7 separate regions of the Mus musculus genome follow, and regions 2, 3, 4, 5, 6 and 7 are each linked to region 1. The links are chromatin contacts, called in public Hi-C, HiChIP or PLAC-seq and promoter capture Hi-C maps. All regions are on one chromosome and are shown on one strand. The core of a region is the stretch at or near the end of the contact, and the rest is flanking DNA. Distances in the headings are between cores, read along the strand shown. Region 1 holds the start of Kpnb1 (karyopherin (importin) beta 1). Region 2 holds the start of Rara (retinoic acid receptor, alpha). Region 3 holds the start of Cdc6 (cell division cycle 6). Region 4 holds the start of Nr1d1 (nuclear receptor subfamily 1, group D, member 1). Region 5 holds the start of Kat7 (K(lysine) acetyltransferase 7). Region 6 holds the start of Zfp652os (zinc finger protein 652, opposite strand). Region 7 holds the start of Spop (speckle-type BTB/POZ protein).

What was found. Promoter capture Hi-C pulls out the DNA fragments that hold promoters and counts their contacts. Hi-C and Micro-C count contacts between places; a contact is called where the count stands out from the background. HiChIP or PLAC-seq counts read pairs in DNA pulled down with a chosen protein or histone mark.
Region 2: a contact with region 1 is called in an HNF4G HiChIP or PLAC-seq map of pancreatic cancer cells. The contact joins the promoter of Rara here to the promoter of Kpnb1 in region 1. A contact is called at or near these places in 2 of 39 promoter capture datasets (liver and pre-B cells), 1 of 484 Hi-C or Micro-C datasets (B cells) and 1 of 115 datasets of contacts at active chromatin or transcription factors (pancreatic cancer cells).
Region 3: a contact with region 1 is called in a Hi-C map of B cells, with 6 read pairs. The contact joins the promoter of Cdc6 here to the promoter of Kpnb1 in region 1. A contact is called at or near these places in 1 of 39 promoter capture datasets (liver) and 1 of 484 Hi-C or Micro-C datasets (B cells).
Region 4: a promoter capture Hi-C map of the C10 cell line shows a contact between it and region 1, with 6 times the contacts expected there. The contact joins the promoter of Nr1d1 here to the promoter of Kpnb1 in region 1. A contact is called at or near these places in 1 of 39 promoter capture datasets (the C10 cell line) and 1 of 484 Hi-C or Micro-C datasets (B cells).
Region 5: a contact with region 1 is called in a Hi-C map of CD8 T cells, with 10 times the contacts expected there. The contact joins the promoter of Kat7 here to the promoter of Kpnb1 in region 1. A contact is called at or near these places in 1 of 39 promoter capture datasets (liver), 1 of 484 Hi-C or Micro-C datasets (CD8 T cells) and 1 of 115 datasets of contacts at active chromatin or transcription factors (pancreatic cancer cells).
Region 6: a contact with region 1 is called in a Hi-C map of B cells, with 5 read pairs. The contact joins the promoter of Zfp652os here to the promoter of Kpnb1 in region 1. A contact is called at or near these places in 2 of 39 promoter capture datasets (liver and pre-B cells) and 1 of 484 Hi-C or Micro-C datasets (B cells).
Region 7: a contact with region 1 is called in a promoter capture Hi-C map of hippocampal neurons, with 3 times the contacts expected there. The contact joins the promoter of Spop here to the promoter of Kpnb1 in region 1.

The regions. Positions count from the first base shown.
Region 1 is chr11:97,186,490-97,189,190 of GRCm38.p6, reverse strand. It overlaps Kpnb1 (karyopherin (importin) beta 1), which reads left to right and starts at 1,299. Exons shown (of 22, transcript NM_008379.3): 1 at 1,299-1,645; 2 at 1,744-1,802. The coding sequence starts at 1,606.
Region 2 is chr11:98,936,270-98,938,969 of GRCm38.p6, reverse strand. It overlaps Rara (retinoic acid receptor, alpha), which reads right to left and starts at 1,274. Exons shown (of 9, transcript NM_009024.2): 1 at 1,091-1,274. Gm46294 reads left to right here. Exons shown (of 3, transcript XR_003949771.1): 2 at 768-1,046; 3 at 1,429-1,707.
Region 3 is chr11:98,906,414-98,909,179 of GRCm38.p6, reverse strand. It overlaps Cdc6 (cell division cycle 6), which reads right to left and starts at 1,379. Exons shown (of 12, transcript NM_001025779.2): 1 at 1,199-1,379; 2 at 350-543. The coding sequence starts at 530. RefSeq lists an enhancer at 2,539-2,766.
Region 4 is chr11:98,774,117-98,776,816 of GRCm38.p6, reverse strand. It overlaps Nr1d1 (nuclear receptor subfamily 1, group D, member 1), which reads left to right and starts at 1,440. Exons shown (of 8, transcript NM_145434.4): 1 at 1,440-2,099. The coding sequence starts at 2,069. Gm31862 (a long non-coding RNA gene) reads right to left here and starts at 1,406. Exons shown (of 4, transcript XR_880204.3): 1 at 1,003-1,406; 2 at 1-178.
Region 5 is chr11:95,308,874-95,311,573 of GRCm38.p6, reverse strand. It overlaps Kat7 (K(lysine) acetyltransferase 7), which reads left to right and starts at 1,328. Exons shown (of 15, transcript NM_001195003.1): 1 at 1,328-1,539. The coding sequence starts at 1,525. It overlaps Gm11520 (predicted gene 11520), which reads right to left and starts at 1,158. Exons shown (of 3, transcript NR_155298.1): 1 at 1,121-1,158.
Region 6 is chr11:95,711,367-95,714,066 of GRCm38.p6, reverse strand. It overlaps Zfp652os (zinc finger protein 652, opposite strand), which reads left to right and starts at 1,313. Exons shown (of 2, transcript NR_045780.1): 1 at 1,313-1,439.
Region 7 is chr11:95,412,810-95,415,509 of GRCm38.p6, reverse strand. It overlaps Spop (speckle-type BTB/POZ protein), which reads right to left and starts at 1,427. Exons shown (of 10, transcript NM_001359107.1): 1 at 1,106-1,427.

The DNA of each region.
Region 1 (2,701 bases), core at 50-2,549:
TAAGTGTTTCAGAGAACACTAAATCCCAAGTTTCCAAAGTGTGGCTAGTGTAGGGCAATTTCTTTACACCTTAAAAACAATACAATTTACATGCTATTTTGACCCATATGCTCCTAATCCCCCCATGACTTGCAGCTGGGTATCCAAATGAGGGGAGGGGAATGTTAAGCAACTATATGCAACGTATTTTTATCTTGTTTGTTGTATTTGTTTTTTGTTTTTGAAACAAGATCTCAGACTGTAGTTCAGGCTTCGGGATACTGAGATGGCAGGTGTGTCGCTACAGCTCGTCAATGCACACGTTCTTTATATAATACTACACAGATCTTGTAAACGAAGTCTGGACATCAAAGCTTTATGGGAACTGCTAAGTGGTCTAAGGACGCGCCTCCGCGAAACTTTGTTAACAGTCCAGGGCCCCGACGGGGTCTCCAAGGGCAATTAGGGGCGCCTGAAGCCAGCTCTGCTCGAGTCTGGAATGGGCTGTGTGACCTTGGACAGGCTCCACTCTCTCTCTGGGCTTCAGTTTGCAAATCCGCACGTTGGAAGGTGAACCACGTGGTTCTCATGGTCCGGTTCCGCACAGAGCGCGGCAGCAAGCCGACCTCACCATGAAGGCAGCTTCCTGTGGGCGCGGCGCAGGACTTTAACGGTTCCCGTCCCCGCCCCCTCCGAGGCCCGCGAAAGGCTCGCTTTCCGTACACCGCGGCGAGTGACGGCTCTCCGTAGCGCGCAGTCCGAGCCACTCGCGCGCAGCTCCGCCCCACCCCGGAGGCGTCCCGTCGTGCTCCGCGCCAGACTCCTAAGAGCCTGGGCGCCTCCCGCCTTTCCGCGCGGCGGCGACCCCGAACTCCTCGCTTCAGTTCTCCCGGCGCCCCGTCCTATCAACGTCCAGGATCCCAGCCAATCCGACGCGCCTGGAGCCTTTACCTTCCGCCCACCCTTCTCCCCGCGCACAGCCGGGCTGAGCCCGAAGGCCTTTACCGGGCCAGCCCAATCAGCGGCGCGCTCTTACCTGCCCCACCCCAGAGCCCCTCCCCTCGACCAATAAGCACGCCCCATCCCGCTGCCCGCCCAGCCAACCGGACCTTGAAGCCCGCAGGCCAATGGGCGCGTGGCGGCCCTTCAACGCTAGCCGTCCGGCCAATCGGGGGTTCCGCGTGGCCCCGGCCGTAGCCAATCGCTGGGCAGCGCGGTGCCGCCGCGGAGAGGTCCGGCAAGGATATCCCTCCGCCTCCCTCCCTCGATCTCTCTCCCTCCCTGCGATCCGCCTCTCACTCACTCACTGCCGCCCTTCCTTTCTCCCTCCGCCGCCCGAGCAGCAGCCGCGCTCCGAGCTGCCCCCGGGGTCCCTCCCCCGCCGCCAGAGGAGCAGCTGCTGCCGCCTAGCACATTAGGAGGGCGGAAGGAAGGAAGGAGAGCGGGGAGGAAGGGGAGCCGGAGCGCCTGGCCAGAGGCAGCCGGTGAATGGGCTTGTGGTGACCCCCACCCCCCACCCCACCCTCCCTTCCCACCCGACCCCCAACCCCCATCCCCAGTCGGAGCCGCCGCCCGACAGGCCGGGCCGCCGTCTTGCGAGGAGTCCCCGCCGCCGTCACCTCCGCCATGGAGCTCATAACCATCCTCGAGAAGACCGTGTCTCCGGGTAGGACTCGGGGCCGGGGGGTCGGGCCGAGGTGACCGGGGTGGGGGAGGGGGTGGCCCCTCTGACCCCGCTGCCTCTCCCCCCATCTCTCCCGGCAGATCGGCTGGAGCTGGAAGCGGCGCAGAAGTTCCTCGAGCGTGCGGCCGTGGAGAATCTGGTGCGTGCCGCCCCGCCGCGCCCCATCCCGCCGCGTCCCCATCCCTGCGTGCGGCCCTTCCCGCCCTCCTGGAGGCCCAGGCCTCAGGAACCCACCCCGCCCCAGCTCGTCCCCCTACCCCCCCGCCCGGCCCAACCTAACCCCGCCATCGGGAAGCCGGTGGGTGTGTCCCGCCCCGAGCCCCGCGTCTGGCCAATAGCGAGGCGCGCCGGGGTGATCGCCGTCCAATCGCCACGCGGCCTGAGGGCGGCGGTGCTGCGGGAGGGAGAAAGAGGGAGGGAAGGGAAGTTAGGTTGCATGGCGCTGCGTGTTCAGCAAGGGTGGGGGTTGGGGAGCCGGGCCTAGGGGCCATGTGGAAGCTCTGCGCCCTGCCGCCTGCCTTGTACTGGCTGCGGCCGGCCTCTCCTTCCTGTCCCCTGGTTTTGAGGCAGTATGCAACTACTTCCCAGAGCCCTACCCTTCCCCAGCTCCCTTGGTCTGTGCTCATGGCCACGCCTGGCACCCGACCACCTCTGGACCCATTGCCACAATTTTTTTCTTTTTCTTGCCCATTATTATCCCATTCCTGGTCTAAGTGCACGAATGTTCTGTTTGGACTTAGGTTTTCAGAGAACTCATCTTTAAGGATCTCAGGCTGAGGCTCATTTCTGAGATTGAGCCTATTCTCTGATAAATCACAAATGTAACCCCGTTTTTCATACTTTCGGATTTAAGAAGTACATTTGAGAAAAGAAAAAGTGACTGACTTTTGTATAGGAAAATGTGGGATTATTGAAGCAGCCTATTGCCAGAATGTTTCTCCTCTCCTTTTTGGGGGAAGGGGAGGGAAGCGTGGATGATATGGAAAGTCTCTTTAAAGGTAGGAAGTTTTAAAAAGTGAAAAAAAACATTGTAACCCA
Region 2 (2,700 bases), core at 25-2,524, 1.7 Mb before region 1:
GGGTGATCAAGGGCAGAACTGAGAGCAAAGGGTAGCAATTCTGTTGGAAAACATCCACACATACATGTGCACACGGTCCACAGGTAGAAGGTAGCCATCTGGCTGCAACATCGGGAGCTGGCATCAGGTAAGGAGCAAGGGGTACCATCCCTTCCATGCCAGCATGCTGGGCATCCTATCCAAGACGGGATGAATAGTGGAGGGGCAGGGCAAGAAACTTCCCAAGACTCAGTTTGTTGTTGTTGTTGTTGCTTTTTAAATTATTTCCATATGAGCTAGCCCCCACCCCCAGCCTTGCACACTGGGGAATCTGTCCCCCTTTCCCACGAACAGTAAGACAGCAGGGCAGTGCCCAGAGAGAAAAGGAGACACAGTTAAACTGATCTGCCAACCACCCCTCAACATACACACATCTGGCTAGCAGCTTCCAAGCCTCGTGGGTGGCACTAAATCCCAGACATCCTCAGCGAAGCAAGGTCGGCCAGTCTATTCTGTCCTTCCCTCACCCCAAAAGGCTTCCACAAGCCCCAAGTAACACAAAACTCAGGCGCGTCTCACCCAACTGCTCTGGCTCCCGCACCCAATTCTGACGGCTCCCCCACACTCCAACCGAGACACCAGCTGAGCGGGCCCCGCCCCCCCAGCCAGTTCCCTCTGGTGGGGGTGGGCCCCTGGCTGATTCTCCCCAAACCACAGGGCGGCTCAGGTAACAGGAGAAAGAGTAGGAGGGGGCTAGTCCGTTGGGCATCTGATCTCTCCCCAAACAGGTTTCAAGAAGTCTTTTTGTTTGGTTTGGGTTTGAAGAGAAAAGAGAGTTCCCAGCAGTAGATCCGCCACGACTGGAGCGCCGAGGACACGCGCGGCAGGCGGCCGCAGAAGCCTCAAGGCTGTGCGCGCGAAGACGCGGCGCAGACGGGGCTCCCCAACCCCGGACACGCCAGCGGCAGGCTGGGAAGTCCAGGAAACCCCAGGTCCCCGTCGAAACTGCCGGGCACCCAGTCCCCGCCCGCAGTTCCCATCCAGAGTGGGCCACCGGGCCCCGAAGTGTGAGAGAATCGAGGGTTCCCCAGGGTTCCAGGGGAGAGGTTACCTCGAAGCGAGGGGATGCAACCCGTCTGCGTGTCTGCGGGCACAGGGTCTGCCCCAAGCAGGCGCCGCGGCGCTGCCCGGCGTCAGGGGTGTGGGGTCCTCCGAGAGGAGCCGTCCGGGGGGCCGCAGCTCAGGGGCGCGGGGCGACGGCAGCGGCCATGGCGAGTCACGTGCAGAGGCTGAAACTTTACCCGGAGCCCTAGACTGGGGGGGGCGGAGGGTATGGAGCTGGGGTGGGAGGGAGGCCCCCCTGCCGCAGGCCCGCCCCTGCATGCCACGGGCCAATCACTAACCGGGGGCGGGTCCTCATGCTCACACCCGCCCCTCTCTCCTTAATAGACCCAGGGAAGGGCGAGTCTTAAAGGAGACGCTTCCAGCTAGTGGCCGGACCGTGGGAATCTGGGAGAATCCCTCCCTCAACACGCCAGAAAGAGATTCGGGGTGTGTGTGTGTGGGGGGGGGGGCGGTGTGAAGTTCAGAGAAAAGAATAAATTACGACTCGGCGGTGAACGAACCTCAGGGTGCGGGATCCTACACACACTCCCTTTCCCCACCCCCCACCCCGCTACACGCCCACACTCACAGAGACACACACACATCACACACACCTACCAAACCTGGGAAGAAAGGAGGTGGTGTAATATGGAGAACGCACTGACTCCTGCCCCAGCTGTCAAGTCTCTGTCTCTCCTAATCACAATCCTCCGGGGCCAGCTGAAACTGAAAGCTATCTGACCTTGAGCAAAACACTTGGCTCCTCTGGACCTTAGTATTTCTCATCTGTAAAGCCGAAGTACAAAGGGAAGACCGTCTTCTCCATAGAACATCCTTCTTTCCCAAACACCTCTCCGGCTTGAGTAGGTTAGAGGAAATTTCTAGCTCAACTGAATCCCTTCGAGTAGCTAGAAATATGGTCACCCCAAGCCAGCTCTTTGGACGGCCTGGAGTCGCTCTCCATTCTAGAAGACCCACTTGAGGGCCGAGGGCAGTTCATACATGTTCCAGGAGGACAGGATCTGAACCACACTCCATCTCCAGACCTCAATTCCCAACTGTCACAAGCCCCCTCCGGGCCAGCCGGAGGTTAAGGTTTCCACCTCTAACACTGCACTGGAGGAGGGTGAGTCCACTATGCAGTGCCTACCTCACCCGAGTTCCCGGGCAGAGAAGTGGCAACTGCCCCCCACAGGACATCCCACTGGCAAGGGAAGTGCCACACACCCAGGCCTCCACCCTGGGGACGCTCAGTCTAATCCGATGTCCGGATTTTCAGACTAAGAACAGGAGGTCCGAGGCCCATATGGGATTTTGTCCACGGTTGCATGGGTGTCTGAACCGGGCCTAGAACTAGAATATCTGCTTGTCTCTCTGTGGCTTTGCTCTGGCGGCCTTGGAAGGTAGGTAGCACAGCTCAGGTCCGTGGGACACTCTGTCCAGAGGTCGGACGCAAGGGAAAACTCCGCAAAGCGGTGCAGCGCTTCCCCAGACCCTTGCCGCCCCGCTGGGCTAGCGCAGTCTCCCGCTCCCGTCTGGATTTCCGCCGGGGCGAACCACCCGCCCAGCCCCTCTCTTGCCGCCCCGCCCCGATCTGTCCCGTCCAGATCCATCCAC
Region 3 (2,766 bases), core at 130-2,629, 1.7 Mb before region 1:
AACTCAAGAGACCCACCTGCCTCTGCCTTCTGAGTGCTGGGATTAAAAGCAAGCTCACCACCTCCCGGGTTATTTGTTTCCTCTTAATTTCACAAGCACGCAGGCGAGTTCCATAACACTATAACTTCAAGGGAAATGTAAAGGACAGAACTAAGGAAATGAAGATCAAACCTAGGTTCCTTAGCAAATGATCTCTAGTGTACGGCTCAACCGTGAAATTCGGTACACACTTGGCAGCCATTATGAAGGCAAATACAGCTCTGGTTTTAAGAGCCAGGCACCTCAGCATCAAGGCAGGAAAGGCTGAGAGCTCAGTCACAAAGTCGCACTCACAAAGCGGAGGGCTTACCCAGACGTTTTCGGGGACTGAGAGGCAGAAGTTTTACGTCCACACACGGAGTGGTGGGTACAGGCTGGACGTTTCTAAGTTTTACTTCACAATCCCGGGAATTGGGTTTCTTCAGGGTATTAGATAGCTTCTTTTTCGGAAAACCGATGGTAGCTTGTGTCTGGGATCTGGTTTGAGGCATGATGGCCACACAACTGGATACAAAGGAAAATCAGGAGAGCAAAGAGAAAAACACACAGAGCAATATAAATAATTATATTGGGGACCAGCACTCCATAAATCACGTTAACATAGCATTTTTAACATTTAGTTGTGCTTCCCATGCAAATCTATGTAATAAAGGGTAACGTCTGTCTGCCTAGTACGTGTAACATTCCGTTATACACATATTACACACTACAGTCTTACCATACGTCAAATGTAGACACTATTAGCCCTCTCTTAAAGAGATAGTCACAGAAACACACGGCTATCACCCTGGGCACCCTGGGACCAGAAGCCAAGTTCTTACACTTGTATGATGCCAGAAGTCTGTCTCCATTTATTTCTATAATACTTTAGCTCCTTCCCTGCAGACATGTGAGACGTCTTTAGCACTGGTTTGGTTCCAGACCGTCACCTTTAGGCTCTCCCAAGTCCTGGGCAAGGGCAGCTGCGTCCTCTGCTCAAAACTAGCCAGCACTCCACCAAACTCCCGACCCCACCCTACACCGTTTCCTCCCAGCAGCTCTCTCCTTCCCAACGCGGCGTGCTCGAACCGCTTCTAGAGCTCACAACCCCCTCCCTGACCCAGCCTCAGACCCCAGGCGATTTCCCGCTCTCCACCGGCCTTGCTCGGACCAGCCTCACCTCTCTGGACACCAGACCTCGCGGAGCTTTGCACTCTTCAGGGCCGTGTCGCTCAGTGCACACTCCTCGCGTCTCGATCACCACCGTAAAAACTCTCCCGCCACAAATTCTACAGCAGCTGCAAAGTCAACTCGCGCCAAAGCCGCTCTACTTCAGCCTTCTCGTCTCCCGCCAAAGTCCAGCCAGGCTTCTGATTAGTTGTCACTCATCACCACGCCTTCGCCGGTGACGGCCGGCAGCCAATAGGACAGCCCCAGGTCTCAGCGACCACCACGAAGTCACACCCACTCGCCCGGGAGGGCGTTAACTTTTGAGACCTCGGAGGAAAGGCGCGCGTTTACGAGCGCGTCACGCCGTAAAGCCTGGCGGGAAGTGTAGTTTTTTTTTTTTTTTTTTTTTTTTTGCCTCTACGCACATCTACTTCCGTATTTTTATTTCTACTTTGTCCTCCACCCAGCCTCCCCACCGTTGCCTAACGTCCTCATTCTACTGGGCTACCTTTGCTCATCTTATCTGCCAAACATCCCTATTTTCATTATTCTGGTGGGCTAGATTTTAAGAGGGCTACAAGGCCTACTTTTTGGGGGGCGGTCCTGTATGGCATGAAGCAAATGAATGTATAAGGTCACAGAATTTTCTGTGGGGAGGAGCTGATAACTCGAACCAGGGTATTTTTTTGGGGGGCGGGGGGGCAAGTTCTAGACCTATCTAAGCAAACTGACATCATCTCACTATTTGTTGACTTGCGCTTGCTCAGTGAGAAACAAGTGCAACACCAAACGTATAATTTCAAGGTCATACATTCCAAGTGCTGCCTTAACATCCATCTAGCTACACATCATAGGGAGTAAAATTATGTCTCTTTAATTTGAAAATCTCTTATGGCCAAGCACTAGGGTCTGGGACCCAAGGAAAAGAGTTATCGGCAAGGCAAGCTGAGCATTTAATGAAAAATGTAACTAGAGCAGCCATTTGCAGGCAGGTCAGGCTCCAAGGTTACTCGGGTTCTTCTAAAGACCAGAGCCCAATTCTAGGTAATGGTAAAGTCTATGGGATTTTGTTCTTGGTTTGTTTTGTTTTGGTTGTTATTGTTTTCTGAGACTTTTTATTTGTAGCTCTGGCTGTCTTGGAACTACGTAGACTAGGCTGGCCTTAAACTCAAGAGATCTGTCTGGGTCTGCCTCCCAAGTGCTGAGATTAAAGGTGTGCGCCACCACACCTGGCTATAGGATATATCTTTTATTGTCTGATACCAAATAAAACAGACACAAAGCTACAAGTAGGAGCACAACAGCACAATCGCCAGTTACCTCTCATTTCAAATAGCTGGGAAGAGCCAACGTAAGTGTGTGGGTCTGAGCTCGTTATTTTACCTCTATCACCTTAATTAGTCTTTATAAGCACCCGAGGAAGGTTTTTGGTTTTGTTTGGTTTGTTTATTTTTCGAGACAGGGTTTCTCTATAGCCCTGGCTGTCCTGGAACTCACTTTGTAGACCAGGCTGGCCTTGAACTCAGAAATCCCAAGTGCTGGGATTAAAGGCGTGTGCCATCACCGCCCGGCTCCCTA
Region 4 (2,700 bases), core at 191-2,690, 1.6 Mb before region 1:
CTTAACATTCAGCTTTCTTTCTCCTTGGTACCCCTAATTCCAGCTTTGAGGGTCTCATGTTGTTTAAGTCTCAAATCACTGAGCTCAAAGTGGTCCTCCTGGCTCAGTTTCCCCGTATGCTTTTCTCTGACTCCAAGGTAGCTTGCTTCCCAGGATTCCCAGAACTCTCTGGAGCTTCCTAAGTGCAAGTAGAGAAAGACTTAAGGTTAAAAAAAAAAAAAAAAAAGCACCCCCCCTCCATCCCCAAGTGTAGAGATTACAGAGGACTTGGAGATAGGAGCAGGGTGGCTGGGGCTTACTCGACTGCTTGAAGATACGTGTCCATCTCTCTTTACAACCCAAGCCCCAGAGAACAGACCCCTTCCCCCAGGCCTCTGTGTTTCTCACTCCTGAGATGACTGCTGCTCTGAGAGAGATGCTAAGTGCTTCATGTGCTCATTTATCCGCCATCTCAGGGACGGGACGGTCACAAGAAATAAGCAGTGAATGCCTGACCTTGAGCCAGTCCCTGAGATGGCGGTCCCTTTTCTTCTTCAGTAAGAGGAGGGAAGATCCTCACTCCCTCCTCGCTTAGTAGGAGCTTGCTTTGCAGCTCAAGTCAGCTTCAAATTCACGACAGTCCTCCTACCTCAGCCTCTCAAGGACGGTGATTGCAGGCACGAGCCACTACACCCTGCCAATTCGGGGAGTTGAGGGGTGGGAGTTAAATGATCCTCATGTTCTCCCTAAACTGTGGGCTTCTTCTGCTATCATGAAGCCCTGCAGAGAGCAGACCCCCCTCTCTCTATGAGGACCTCAGAGCACTTTCCCTTTGTTCTCCTTTTTATTTCCCAGACAAAGGGAAATGACTCACCCCAAAGTCACTTGAGTGGGCAGTGTGGTGTCATATAAGCAAACAGGGAGTCCCTAGGGATATCCCCGTGCTATGCCAGTCCTACCCGTGGGGGCTGGGGTTAGGGTGAAGAAGAGAAAGGGGTTTTATTTACACTGCTTGTCGCCCACCTTGTCACCATAGCAAAAGATGCTTAAGTTCTTGATTTAAGGGAAATCTCTCCTCCCAGCTTGTCTTTCTCCCCCTAGTCACCACTAACCTCAGGGTGAGGTCAGTTCTCCAATCACGTGAAGCTCTCACGTTTGCTAGGTTTGCAGAAAGGGCCTTTTAGCTTTGATCTTCCACGGAGCAGTAAAGCTTGCCAGGCCCTCCCCAGGAATTCACATGCCCTTGCCATACAAGGCTTTCCAAACACGCCACCCTGACTCTTCAGAAAACCCCACCCCAGTCCACTTTCAGCTCCTCCCCGCTGCCAGCAAGCACTTTTGCAAAGCAGAAAAGGAATAGGCACACTCCACCTACATTGTCAGTAGACTACAAATCCCAACAATCCTGGCGGTGCGCAGGCGCACAGATCTCAACGTGCCGGCTGCTGGAAAAGTGTGTCACTGGGGCACGAGGCGCTCCCTGGAATCACATGGTACCTGCTCCAGTGCCGCGTGCGGCCCGGGAACCCTGGGCTGCTGGCGCCTGCGCAGAGCCCTCTGTCCCAGGGAAAGGCTCGGGCAAAAGGCGGTTGAGATTGGCAGAGTGAAATATTACTGCTGAGGAAACGTAGCAGGGCACACGTCTCTCTTTGCGTCCTGGTGCCTCATTTCTCCATCACCTACTTACTTCCTGGTTGCAGCTTCTCTTCCTTTGGGACTTTTGCACCCGGAGCTCCAGATTCATTACCCTGCTTCACTGCGGAGCCTTCAGGAGTGGCATCCGGTGCACTGCAGAGACCCGACTCTCCTTGCTACCTTATAGCCAGAACTGCTGCAGGCTGATTCTTCACACACACACTCTCTGCTCTTCCCATGCAAATCAGATCTCAGGTGCCTCAGCGTCCTACCCTTCTGGAGGGCTGCAGTATAGCCACCCCAAGACCTTACTGCTCAGTGCCTGGAATCCTGATTGCGAACTGCGGGGCTCACTCGTCTCCCTCAGCCATTGCCCAGGGGGCGAGAGAGGCCATCACAACCTCCAGTTTGTGTCAAGGTCCAGTTTGAATGACCGCTTTCAGCTGGTGAAGACATGACGACCCTGGACTCCAATAACAACACAGGTACTGAGATTCTTATCTTTGCTCTGTCACTGTCTCCATTTCCATCCAAGGCTTATGAGAGGAACTTTGTAAGGGATTGGGGATTCCCTCTGGCTGGTGTTTGTTACTGTGCTAAGATGAAAGCCACTAGGTAAGATTTCTAAAGAGGGTTATTACGGCTGGGAATGTGCCTAAAACGCATCACTAGCACCCCCTGAGTTCCCCTCAGTCCGAGAACGGATGAAATGGAGGGTGGATACCAGTGGCGAGTGGAAGAGTTTAGGGAGACTCAGCATTTTGAAGCAGTCTCTGGACACGTCCCCATTTGCCCACTCCTTGCAGCTATAGTATGCCTGTCTCTTTTCCCTTTTCTACAGTTCTAGCCTACTTCCAGGTAGTCTTGGGAAGTGGGGCGATCCGGGCTGGTGGGTTTGCGTGACTGGGTCAGAGTTCACAGGGGAATCCTCAGCGGCAGTGGGGAGCTTCATTTGAGGAGTCGGGTGCTTGGGACTCATCTCCAGGCAGGGCACCCACAGCGACTTAGCCTGGGGAGGGCTCACATGGCTGCAGAGCCGGGCCCACGTGCTGCATTTGTTTTCATTCAGTAGAAGCCGTGGCCGCC
Region 5 (2,700 bases), core at 79-2,578, 1.9 Mb after region 1:
CTGTGGGGGTTCAGGGGATAAAAGCACTTGCTCTTTCAGCAAGCTGGATGACCCGAGTTTGATCCCAGAGACACCACAAAGGTGGAAGTTAGGAATCTATTCCCCAAAGTTGTCCTCTGAGCACTCACCTGGTCATGAGTGCGTGCTCAGCTCACACACACACACACACACAAATCTGGAACCAGAATTCTATCTTGGTAATTACTGAGGTTGCTTTGATTCCAGCAAGTCACTCTTGGTTCACCTTGGTTCTTTCAAGTCCTCTGAGGCTAAAACTTCAAGGCCTACAAACCACTTTCCAGACTTTTCTTTTTCGAGACAGGATCTAGCCTGGAACTGGCCATGTAGACCAGGCTGGCCGTAAGCTCATGATTTGGATCTGCCTGCTTCAAAAAGCATGCACCCCCACCCCCACCCCCCCACCTGGTTCCAGACTTTTCGTATAGCTCTTTCTTCTAGTCTTAATTTCTTCTTCTTATGGCCTTTTATTATTACTTGAATACCCACTCCCTTTCTAGTGTCTTTCAAAATACTATTTCTCTCTCCACTCAGTTCTTGGCTCTTGCATTTGTGCTACAGAGGTCACACGGGCTGAATGAGGTTCAACACTTCTCCGACTTTTGGTACAGCACCCTCACATTCAAACCACGTCCTCCGCCCCTCTCCGGGCCACCCAAAGATCTCAAACCAAAGCAGAGCACTGATAAGCCGGGGGCGTTTCACAACAGAGATAAACTGGAAATTCTTTGGCGCTCCGGCATCCTGAGAATGGCTCTGCATCATCTCATAACTTACTTCTTGTTCTCTTAACGCAAGGACAAGGCATAAAGAGAACACTCTACCCCACTTCAAGACCGACAACGACCCTGTCAATCCTTTATTCAAGCCCCATTCACACCACTCCGGAACACGGAATAGCTCTTACAGCAGTTCCTTGGGCAAAATATCTCTTGCCAGTTCGGAGTTTACAGAATGAACGGAAACGTCCTTCGGCCGACTAGGAAATGAAAGAGTTAAAGATCGACAACCTGATGGATTCTGGGGTTTTCCTCCCTCCACGCCACAAATTAAAACGACGAGGAAGGAAGAGTTTGCCCAATGTAAAGATGAAAACGGTTACCTTCAACTGCCAGACTTCTGCCCCAAACAATCATGGCTACCTAATCCCACACGAATGCCGCCTACCTAACTAAAAAGGTCTAGCCGAAGGTTTCACCACTGGTGCCGTCTCCTGCCCAATTCCAAAATGGCGCTGACTGGCCTCACTAAGAGTTTCGAGCTTCCCATGATCCTCACTGGCCTAAAGGTCAGGTGACGCAAGCCTCAGCCGGAAGTTAAGGAATAGGCGCTTCCAGCCCGCGGCGCTTGCGCAGAAGGCTCTAGACGCTGAGAGGTAGGAGGCACTTGGGATCGTCCGCAGGGTTTGGGACAGCTACAGAGGCCGCCACGGAGCCCGCCGGAGCCCCCGTTCCTGCTGGTGCTGCCGCCGCCCGAATCGGAACCGTCGGGCTGCAGCCGCCGGCAATGCCGCGAAGGAAGGTGAGAAATGGCAGAGAAGGGATGGCGGGTTTCTAAGGGGAGTCGATTGAGTAACGTGACGCGGTTGGCCACGCCTCGTCGTGCTTGGGTTCCAACTTTCTGGTCCCCCGAACCTAGCCTAGCTACTCTGTCTCCTCTCGGTACCAGACAGAAAAATGTGGGCCCGACCCTGGCCTCGGCCTATGCCTGTAACTATTCCCGCCCTCTGCTTGCCCGGATCGGAGGCGTTCTTGTTAATTGGTCGCGGAAATGTCTAGAAGCGTATTGATTGGATGGTGACGCCGCCTGTTTGGGCCCAACGGTCACCTCCCCGCGTGCGTGGGCGGTGTCTCGGTCTGGCCCCGGTGCTCTCCGACTGGCTGTGGCGAATGCTCTCCCTTCTCTTTATTGGCCCAGCTTTGCAGTCTGTTCTTGTGGCGGGTGCGGCTTAGCAAGGCCTGGATTGGGGCGACCAACGCCCCGCCCTTCCGGATAGAGATGGCGATAGGTGTTGTAAAGGCGAGTTGGGAAGACCACTTTCCTTTCCTGGTGGGGGGATTACAACAAAGCCGAGGATGGGTGGTTAGAAAGCCAGCGCCCACCCCCAAGGGATAGCTCGCAGGCCTGTTGCGTCTCAGTCACCGTCTTCCACCTATTTGTTCAGTTTGACATTTCCTGGTCAGTAAATGTTTGTTGAACTGTATGACATTTGCCCCATATGTTCAGTCGTAAAATGCAAAGAGCAGTGTTACGTGCTAGTTGCTAGGAATTCGAAAAGTATGCGTGATCACTGGCTTAAAGGGTTATCGCTGTTGAGAGAAGAACACAAAGAACCATAGTTCATACAGTCTCTGCTTGAAATTGTATACACTGTAAGAAAGCCGTTAACGTGGGAAATAAGTAAAGAGCTGATTTTCAGGGTTAAGCCAGGCAGAATTGATAGGTCATGGACGGGTGTCAGGGTCTTTGGCTGAGATGACCCTAAAGTTTGCCTTTTAGTGACATTCTGTGCCTCTATTTACTTGTGGTCAGATTTTTGAATGAAATATTTGGATGGATAGACGGTTGGTATTCATATTTCTGCAGAGATCACTCTTCATGGAAGCTTTCCAAGTTAAATATTTACATTAATGTCTCTTGCAATGACCAGAGTTGACAGGTAGTATTTTTTTAAAAGATTAA
Region 6 (2,700 bases), core at 64-2,563, 1.5 Mb after region 1:
GGGGCCGTTCCGCAATCAGGAAGTGTGCGAGTGTGCGTGTGCATATATGTGTGTGTGTGTGTGTGTGTGTGTGTGTGTGTGCTCGCGCGTGTTCCTGATGTTGTTGTTGGGGGAGGGATGAGCTAGATGTAATCAAAGACCGGCCCGCTTCAAAGAGGAGCATACAGGATCTTAAATCCTAAAGACTGACTTCGAGGCAAAGCAGAGACATCTATCATTTCTACAATAGTCATCCCTCGACAACGAACATGTTTCATAGAGATGTAACAGGGGTATCCCTCTCTTTGGTGTCTCCGACCTGGGACTCTTTAGTAAAGCCTGATTGGAGGGGTGGACGAAGTGAGGGTGGAGAAAGGTCTGCATCGCCCACTGGGCTGAGTGTGGTGCTGCGGGTGGCGAGTGTACATCACATGCGTGTTATCTCCTGGTGCCACAATACTCTCGAGGGCTGGAGGTTTGGGCGCAACCGCACGGCGGGGGAGGTAGTGGGTGCAAGCCACCAGCTGCAGGGCAAGAGAATGCTCTCCTCAGCCTACTAACCCGTGCACCCCGGCCACCCCGTCAGGCCTCGAGGCGAACCCACTCGCTGCAAAACTGCAGCTAAGCTGGGGAGAGGGGGCGGGGGTACGGAGCCGGCACCCCGGGCCAAGCTGAGAGCGGCAGACGCGCAGCGCCCGGGGCCTGCCCGCCGGATGGGGGCTGCTCCGGCCTAGCGCACGCAGCTGCCTCGGCGCAGGCTCCTCCGGCTCCGCCAGCCCGGCCGGGCGCAGAGGAAACGCGGCTGCCAGGGCGCCGCCGCGGCGGGAGGCGAGAGCGCGGGGAAGGGGCTCCTACTCACCCGGGCCGCCGCCGCCGCCGCCACCGCCACCACCGCCGCTTCGGCGGCCCATCCCCGCGGCGGGGGCCTGTCGCCGCGCCGCGCCGCGTCGCTCCAGTCCCCACCGCCCGCCGTGCCGGCCCCTCCCCCTGCCCAACGTCTGCGCTCTGGGCCGATCCTCAGACCCGGCCTCGGCCGCCGCCGCCGCCGCCGCCGCAGCGCTACGTGGCCGCCGCTCCGACGTCTCGCGACTCCCTTCCGAGCGCGCGAGGCCGAGCGGGGCCGCGGAGCGGGCGGCGCGCGGGGCGGGCGGCGGGGGAGGGGGTGTGCTGTAGGGATGTCGTGCGCGAAGGGGGCAGGGAGGCCGGCGGGAGCGCGCGCGCGCGCACGCCCCTGCACGCGCCCCCCCCTCCCCCCCGCGCGGTCGGGATCCCGACACCTCCCCCCCCTACACACCCCATCCCCGGCTATGGGGGTCGGCGCGCATGCGCGGCCCTCGGCTCGGCCTGGGCGCACCTTTTCTCCCTCCTGCCACAATGTGAGCGCTCAGCCGAGCAGATAACCGCCGGCTGCCTGCTCCACCCCCGGCCCTTGCCCACTCCGCCCACTCCCGAGCGCCCAGGTAAAGTCGTGGGCTGCGCATGCGCGACGCTTAAGGGGGTGGGGGCGTGGTTTTCAAAAGGAAGCCTGAAGGCAGAAGACGAAGTATCTGTGGGCAGGGGGTTTGAGATCCTAAGAAATAAGAAAACGTAAAAGTGCAAAGGGGGGAGAAAGTGGAAAAGTGGGTCAGAGTGAGATTTGGAAGTAGATATCTTTGACTTATGGAATACGGTTCAAAAAGAAAAAAACCCTAATTGCTGGCCACCTTGTTAGTAGAGAGCAGTCAGTGAGTGACAGAAATAGAAGGGGCGACACTTGTAAGAAGTAGCCATCCACCAGACAAATGGGATAGTTGATTACAACTAGGGGGATTTAGAGACCGCCAGTATGGTAAGCAAACAGGATGGACTGCTGGGCTCATCCTGTGGCCAGAAATAGGGAAGTGTGTGCGTGCGTGCGTGTGTCTGTGTGGTCTGTGTGTGTGCGCGCGTGCGCTAGAGTCCCAGAACTGTTGCAAGAAAGGAAGGCTCCATTGGAAGAAGCATGACCACATTATGACTAATTAGCTATTAATCATTAATATAATTAATGGTACTATTAGCTAACAAGGTAGCATTTATCCAAGCTCAGAGCCAAAAGAGAGTGTCTGTAATTGAAAGTGCTTAGTGTACAGGGAGAGGAAATGACTTGGCAAGTGAAGTCTCCATGAAAAAGACCCAAGATGACATCCCTAAGATCAGGATAACCCTTCCCCACCAGAAACCAAACTTCTGAAGGTCTCTACAGCTTGAATGGAGCTCCTAACATTGTTGGTTTTTATTGTTGGGCTCTACTACATTTTTTCTTTCTTTCTTTCTTTCTTTCTTTCTTTCTTTTACATTGTGTGTATGAATGTTTTACCTGGATGTGTGCATGTGCACCTGTGACATTTGATGGATTCCCCTGGAACTGGGGTTATGAGTGGCTTGTAGGACGGGGGGGGGGGGGGCGGCTAGGAATTGAACCCAGGTCCGCTGTAAGAGTAAGAAGAGCTTTTAACTTCTGAGCCATCTCTCCAGCCCTCTTCTTCTAACATTAAGAACATAGGATATTAATGTTCTTCCACAAAAGCTGACCCCCACATCATAGAAACAATTTCCATATAGATGCAGCTAACTTTTTCTCCCAGAACAGCCGGCCATAACCCACTCACCCAAACCTTCGAGGGAATAAAATGACCTGAGTCTGGGACAAAGTTAGGAGCTTGAAGCTTTATAAAGAGCTGACTCTGTCTTTGGCCCCTT
Region 7 (2,700 bases), core at 178-2,677, 1.8 Mb after region 1:
CTCAAATTATTTGAAACTAATACTTCTGGACAAGTTGTTCAATTGTTTCTGATTACCCCTGTTTCCATATTGTCACAGAATGTACAACTAAACTGTACAACTAAATGTATAACTAAACTGAAACGCTATGGAAGAACTTACACACACACACACAATGAACCAAAAAGGTCCCACTAAGTAAAAGGGCTGAAATGAAGCTACTGATTGACAGCTTGATTTCTGTTTTGTTGTTACCTCAAGTCTGTGTGTGGCACTTATCCCTTCCTTAGCTACTCTGTAAAGGCAACTCAGAATTTTACTAAAGAGAAATTCCCACCTTAGTTTCTTTTTTAATGGACCTTTTAACAAATCCTTTTTAACAAGACTATCAAAATCCCCTGCCAGAATAACGAGTTGGACTTACTCCTAAACTTAGGGGAAGTTTGTAGTAAGGTTTCAGCATGACGACGGGAGTGGTGGAAAGGGAAGTAATACTAGAAGTAGAAGTAGCAGTTAAGTTTCAAAAAGAAGGGTCAGCGTGGGACACGTTGGCTCTAGGAGGCGTTGGTAGCCTGGGAGTCTCTAGGGCAACACCAGATGCAAATAGTGCTTTGTCCTTAAATCCCTCGCATAATTTAAATTCTCCCTCTCGGATCGGAGCGACAAGCTCACTATTGGGTGGCAAGTCTAGCGAAGAAGGCGGGCTCGTGGTCAAGGGGCTCTTTATCCCGCAGGTCCCTGCAAAACAGCAATGCGCATGCGTCCTGAAGCAGCGACCAGGCACCCGGAGCTCCTTCACATTCGAGCATGCGCAGTTCCCCATCTCGCCGCAGGCGACAGCTCACTATTTGGCAAGGGGGATGGGGTTGGGGATATGATGGTGAGGGAGGCAGGAGGCAGGGGGCGCGTTTGTGTTTCCAGAATGCTTGAGGTAGGAAGAACGGACGGCTGACTAGGCTCTGGCTTCCTCGGGCCAGGAAACCAACATAGGAAATGGGGCAGAGAATAGTACATTAGGAAAAGTGTGTGTTGTGGGGGAGGGTTTAGTCACTTCTCAAGGAAAAACCCCGCACCCCAACAGGCCAACCCCTTCTTCGACTCTTGACACACACATACACACACTCACCTGAGAACGGCGGCGACAGCTGCTGGTCCCTGTCCCCCTGCGCTCGCCTCATACTGCCCGCAACATCCGGGACCTGCGGGACCGCCGATACACAAATACACTCTTGGAGCGCGCACACACATACAAACACATACACACACATACACACACACACATACACACATACACACACACACACCACACACACACACACACCACACACACACACACCACACACACACACACACACACACATACACACACACACACACACACATACACACCGACACACACCGGCCTGGGCGTCCTGTCGTCAGCACGTCGACGCAGCGAGCGCGTACCCGCCGGGCCCCACCCCGCGCGGCCTCCTCCCCCCAGCTTCCCGCCCCGCCCCACCCCGCCTCGCCCCGCCCCGTCCTGCCCCGCCCCACCCCGTCCCGCTCAAGACTCTCCAGCTCCTCCTCTTTTAAGACTCCGCCTACCTTCCCTAGTGCGCAAGCGTCGCGAGGTGGTGCCAGGGCCCGGGAATTTGGGCGGAAGGCGGAGCCAGAGTGGAAAGAGGCGGGAACTCGGAGGGGGTCGCGTGCAGCGCGCAGAAGTTCGCGCTGAGGTGCGAGGCCAGAATGGAGGAAGGAAGCTGAGATCCAGGGACCGGGTGGGTGGAGCAGCAACAGGCATTTCGCAACTGAAACCTAGTTGTGCAGTTTGTGGATTACCGATGACTTAGCTCTTACTTTCTTTTTTAGGCAACTCTCAGCTAAAATACTTTTTAAAGAACTTTTAACATGTGTTTTAGTTTGTTTTATTTTTTGAAATAGGGTCTTGCTCTATAGGATTGGTTGACCTAGCACTCTCTTTGTTGACAGGCTGGCCTTAAATTCATAGAGATCCATGTCCAATAAGCCTAGCCTGCAAATGCTAACATTTATAAGGTACTTTGCTAGAGTACTGTGAGGCACACCTTTAACCCCAGAACTCGGGAGGCAGAGGCAGGAGAAGCTCTGTGAATTTAAGGCCAGCTTGGTCTACTTACTGAGTTCACAGTCAGCTAGAATTACAAGGTGATACCGCGTCTTGAAAACTAAATAAATTAGCATTTGACAACAATAACCAAAGAGCTGTTCTTTCTGGGAAAGGCAGAAGGGGTGTGTGTGTGTGTGTGTGTGTGTGTGAGAGAGAGAGAGAGAGAGAGAGAGAGAGAGAGAGAGAGAGAGAGAGACCCAATGGAGAGGAAGCTGATTCTGTGACAATTCCTTGGCTAAGCCATCCGGGTCCCCAGTCTGTCTCATGTCTTAGCTCCCATGGACCAAAAGTGATTCTGGAGTTGGGTAGAATTGTCTCAGAGCATCTTGGCCCTGGAAGAAAACAGTCATCTTTGTGTTACATTCTTCGATTACCTTAAACTTAAAAGAAAATATTTTATTACTGAATCAAGCTCTCAAAAGCAAAAGCAGACTGCCTCTTGCATACACATATCAAGCACACACCTAGCTCTGAGAGATCAACCCAGTGACCCTGTGGGTCATGAGGTAACAGGGTTGCAGCCTAATTGAGAGCTGCTTCCTGGCACCCTACTGCTTTCCAGGCCTTGGGACAGTCTCCAGGAGACTCTGCTC